Regions from separate parts of the Rattus norvegicus genome. Here region 2 is linked to region 1. Evidence: chromatin contacts called from public Hi-C data. All regions are on one chromosome and are shown on one strand. The core of a region is the stretch at or near the end of the contact, and the rest is flanking DNA. Distances in the headings are between cores, read along the strand shown.

Evidence for each region. Hi-C and Micro-C count contacts between places; a contact is called where the count stands out from the background.
Region 2: a Hi-C map of the A7r5 cell line shows a contact between it and region 1, with 5 times the contacts expected there. The contact joins the promoter of Gtsf1l here to the promoter of Srsf6 in region 1. A contact is called at or near these places in 7 of 12 Hi-C or Micro-C datasets (the A7r5 cell line, the Rat2 cell line, Schwann cells and 4 more).

The regions. Positions count from the first base shown.
Region 1 is chr3:172,007,740-172,010,365 of GRCr8, forward strand. Srsf6 (serine and arginine rich splicing factor 6) reads left to right here and starts at 1,333. Exons shown (of 6, transcript NM_001014185.2): 1 at 1,333-1,568; 2 at 1,768-1,916. The coding sequence starts at 1,462.
Region 2 is chr3:172,156,922-172,159,547 of GRCr8, forward strand. Gtsf1l (gametocyte specific factor 1-like) reads right to left here and starts at 1,307. Exons shown (of 2, transcript NM_001399371.1): 1 at 1,232-1,307.

The sequences.
Region 1 (2,626 bases), core at 83-2,582:
TGTTCCTCCTTCTACCTTGTGGGTTGTAGAATCGAACTCGGGTCCTCCGGCTTGGCAGCAAGCACCTTTCTTTACCTGCTTCGGTCTTCTCACCACTCACAAATAAAATTTAACACGTTTTAAGAAATTGACAATTTGATAAAAGGAAACTTAAGTATTGAATTCATTCTGTGTTCCATGAATATTTTTTTAAGGCTGTGTACCTATATTTTTTCTAGTTCTAACTTAAGGAAGTTAGTTCTCTTCCCTCCAGATAATATTATTAACTCATCTCCTGGGTTGCTACTCTAATTGCCGGTCTGGCCCAGATAACAGAATCGCCTCTTCCCATCCTAGTTGAAAAGCCTGGGGCTGTGGAGATTCCGGGCAGAAAACAAATTCCTGAAGAACACGTACTAGCTCGGTTACAGTCTTTTCTCCCAGCTTCCATCACACTATGTCTGCTTTCAGTTTCCTTACCTCTCTAGCCAAAGCTTGGCCGTCCTTAATTTCCGAGTACTCCCAAGGCATGCTCCTATCGTAGTCAATTAACTTTACTCACGGAGAGGGGGAGACTGTGTTTTGTTTATCTACCTCTACAGCGTTAAATGTCACCTCCATAAACTCCTATGTGTGTGTTTCTGTTTCATATATAGTTTGCCTTCGGAGTCAACCAGGTTAAGGACAGTAAGGGTAGGGGTCGGGGGTTTTGGAGAACCACAAGGTCTGATTCCAAGCTTCCAGCGCCCGCCTGTTGGTGCATGGGGCCCACCCATAGTCCCTTTGTGAAGAGTCGCCGCGAGCGCGGGATTCAGAGCTGTCAGAACTCGGAGCAGAGTGAGGGACGCCACCGAGATCCGCCACAGCACTCCCCTGCGGGTCACTAAACCTCAGGGACAGATCCCAGGTCTCTGAGAAACTAAGGAACTGTCCGACTCCCAAGAGTCCTCTATACCCATCGAAACCAGCACGAGCTACCCGCTGAAAGGAAAGTGCAACCTCTTTTTCTTAGTACACCAATCAGAGAGCAAGATTGTCTAGACCGACTGCCCGGACAACCAATGAGAAATAGGATTTTGTTCTCCGCGTGCCCGGGCACAAGAACAGTTTATTAATGGGTACTAGTCAAAGGTCCCGGTCTCGGCTGTGTTCGGAAGAGGGTGCCGAGCACCAGGGGACATCAGGGAAGCGAGCTCGGCTCGCACCTAGCCCAGCACACGCTGCAGCCGCCCCAGCCCCTCTGGAGTGGAACGCGGCGCGGGAGAGGACGTGCTGCGCGCCGACGTCACGCGCCGCGCCCCGCCCCCGGTCACTTATAGCGTAGGCCAGCGCGCGCGCGCGCACCATTGTGTGGCTGACTCGGCCGCAGCTGCGGTGTGAGGCGCGTGTTCGGGCCTTCGCCGTCCCCGCACCCGCACCGCAGCCCCTGCCCCGCGGCCCGCCGCACCTCAGCTAGCCTCCGGGAGAACACCCACCACGGCCATGCCGCGCGTCTACATAGGACGCCTGAGCTACAACGTCCGCGAGAAGGACATCCAGCGCTTTTTCAGCGGCTACGGCCGCCTCCTCGAAATCGACCTCAAAAATGGGTGAGTCGGGTCTGGGAGGCCGCGCCCCGAGGCGGAGAGATCCCCCAAGGACCGAGTCGGCCAAGGCCGGGACGCCGCGTGGCAGGGCCTCTAAAATGGCGGCGGCGCCTCGAGCGCGCGCGGGGGAGGTCGCGGGAGCGCGCGGCGCCGGCTAACGACACGCCCGCCGGTGCGCGGCTCGCGCTCCGCCCCTCCTCAGGTACGGTTTCGTGGAGTTCGAGGACTCCCGTGATGCGGACGACGCCGTTTACGAGCTGAACAGCAAGGAGCTGTGCGGCGAGCGCGTGATCGTAGAGCACGCCCGGGGCCCGCGCCGGGACCGCGATGGCTACAGCTACGGAAGCCGCAGTGAGTCCTACCCCCGCGCGCTCCGCGTCCTGGGTACCTGGGGGGGACGGGGCGGGTGCAGTCACCGGGGTGGGCAGGGTGGGACCTCCCCAGCCCGGGCAGGCGCGGAGGCCGGGGGTTGTCGGCCCTGGGTGTTCCTAGGCTCCTCTACCTCCACGCATGCCCGGGTAGCCGTGGGACACCGGAGCGCGGGGAATGGGGTCGGATGGCCAGTTGACTTAAGTTTGGGAGGAGTGGCCTAAGTTGGCCCTCTGGCACTGACGTGGTTTCTGCCATTATTGAACGCGAGGGTTGGCTGTATTTGTACTATTCCCCCTTGCTTATCTGTCAGTGCTTTTAGCTAGCGTGGAGGAAGTTTTAAGGAAGGCTGGGGTGGAGGTGGGGCAGGGGGCGGGGAGAGGGGAGGAGCTTGAAGCCTAAGTCTTAGAGATGGGAGACTTGGGGGGCAAAGAAAGTGCCATTTTAAACTAAGTAATGTGGCATAGTACCACCAAGTAAATCTAAATAAGCTTTATGCTGTATCTGAACTAGTTGGCATGTTACTGGGAGGGGGTTGGGGGGATTTTGGTTATGTGAAATGTTTAATGTTGAAATTGTTGCATGTTGAATTCAAACTTTTTAACAAGTCCTTGATGTTTCAATTTGAAAGTGACCAATGGGGCTGAGGCTGTGTCCACTGAGGCTAAGATGACTGCCTTTCCTGATTGGCC
Region 2 (2,626 bases), core at 57-2,556, 150 kb after region 1:
CTCAGGTTGGCCTTGACCTTGATATGACCTTGTATGCTGGGATTATGGATGTGTGCCTCCATATCCAATTTACATGGTGCTGGGGACCAAATCCAGAGCTTCATGTGTTTATGGCAAGTGATCTGGCAACTGGGCTACATCCTCAGTCCTTAGTTCCTGCTCTCTTTTCGGTTCATGTTTTTCTCTATCCATCTATCCATTCATCCATCCCTCCCTCCCTCCCTCCCTCCCTCCCTCCCTCCCTCCATCCGTCTATCCAGGCTACTAGGTCTTAGTGTAGGCAGTTCCAAACTTAAAACCCTCATGCCCCAGCTTCCTGCATGCTACAGTTTCTTACAGCGCCAGCACACCTGGCATCATTCCTCATTTTAAGTACACAGTGTTAAAGAAATATTTCTACCCCTTCCTCAATCTGTGCATTTTTCTTTTATTTATTTATTTATTTATTTATTTATTTATTTATTTATTTATTTATTTTTATATGCAAGTTTGTTGTCACACACCAGAAGAGGGCATCGGATCCCATTACAGATGGTGGTGAGCCACCATGTGCTTGCTGGGATTTGAACTCGGGACCTCTGGAAGAGCAGTCAGTGTTCCTAACCGCTGAGCCATCTCTCCGGCCCCTGTGCATTTTTCTAATTGTTTAGTAATTACAAATTGAATCATCCACGGATGATTTACCAGTGTCTTTTTAATTTTTTTTTTAATTTTGTGTGTGAGCATTTTTCCTGCATGTGTGCAAGTGCACCGTGTGTGTGCCGAGCCGGAAGAGGGCTCTGGATCTTCTGGAACTGGAGTGACAGACAGCTGTAAGCCACCACGTGGGTGCTGGGAACTGAACTCGGGTCATGTGGGAGAGCAGCAAGGGCTCAACCACTGAGACATCTCACTAGTCCTCGATTTACCAAAATTTCAAGTTACTACTTTACCCTTGCTGGATCATGTGCAGCTGTCTTTTAATCCACCAACCCTCCTCCCTCCCTCCCTTTCTTCCTTTTAGTGCTGGAGACTGAACCTAAGGTCTTACACACATCCTCAACCTCTTTGCATTTTAAACCTTGTTTTACTGCTATTGCTTTTTATGAAGCTGAGTTAGGGTTTTATAAAGATATTTTGGAGGCGTGTAACACAACTAATTTAAGCTTATTCCCAACTAGCTTACACATAGATGAGACTCAGTTTGTCGTTATTTTACTTGGCTTTGATCCCCAGCAGTGTCCCCAGATACCTGCTGTTTCTCTTGGCTCATGGTCCATCTCCTCTCATGGTGCCTTCTCTCTCCCATTGTGGTCTCTCCTCTCTCCCTCTCCTGTTTCCACCCCCCAGCCAGGTAACTCAAAACCCACCTACCTCTAATCCTTCCAGTAATTGGTTGTAGCCATTTTTATTTAACCAGTGGTTTTAAATTAAGGGACAAGGTTTTGCACAAGAAAAGCTGGTAACGATGAGAATTCACTCATAGGCCAGACCTTTGGGTTCAGAATTTAGCATTGTGGGGTTGGGGATTTAGCTCAGTGGTAGAGTGCTTGCCTAGCAAGCGCAAGGCCCTGGGTTCAGTCCTCAGCTCAAAAAAAAACAAAACAAAAAAAAAACAAAAACAAAAACAAAAAAACCCCACAAACAAACAAAAAACAAAAACAAAAACAAAAACAAAAAAACCCCACAAACAAACAAAAAACAAAACAAAACAAAAACAAAAACCAAACAAACAAAAACCCAGAATTTAGCATTGTAACACACAGCAACAGATCAAACCTCAACAGAAGACTGGAGAGATTACTCAGTACTTAAATACGTCTGTTCTTTCAGATCCAACGCCCTCATGAGAGCTCACAGTTGTCTATTACACCAGTTCTAGAGGAGCTTGGTGCCCTCTTCTGGCCTCCGTAGACTCCTGCATGCATGTGAGCTTCTCAAAGGAGGCAGGGCAGACTAGGACTTACATAAGGGATGGAAAGGGGTACTGAAGGGAGAGCTCTAACTCTGATCTAAAGGCCTCCCTGGACCTCACTGCTCTTGTCATTTTGTATCGTTGAGATTTCCTTCTGTTTCTCCTCTTGTGGGTGCCGGGAATCGAACTGGGGTCCTCTTGCTTCTAGAATCTGCACCTGCCTCTGCTATTCTGGCTTAGCTTGCTTCTTACCCCTGCTTAGGGAACCACTGTCCTTCTGATTCAAGTTCAGCTTCCTGAACTTCCTTTTGACTGACCGGCCGGCCACCGTTAGTGCCATCACACTCTAATTTCACTTCTTTTGACCTTAAAGATTTATTTTATTTATATGTGTCTCCGTGTAAGTGTATACTGTGTGTATGTGGCGCCCTCAGAGACCAGAAGCAGGTGTTGTAGGAGGTTGTCAGAGCCTGCTGTGGGTTCTCTGTATGAGCAGCAAGGGCTCTTAGCTGATGACCCTGTCTTCTAGCACCCACTTTTATTTATTAAGATTTATTTTATTAGTTTGTGTTTATGAGTGTCTTGCTTTGCTTGCATATATGTAGGTGGACCAAGTGTGCACCTGGTGCTCTCAGAGGTCAGAGAGGGTGTTGGATCTTGGAGGACTGGCGTTACAGGCAGTTGTGATCTTCTGTGTGGGTGCTGGGAATCAAACCGGGGTCCTCTCTAAGA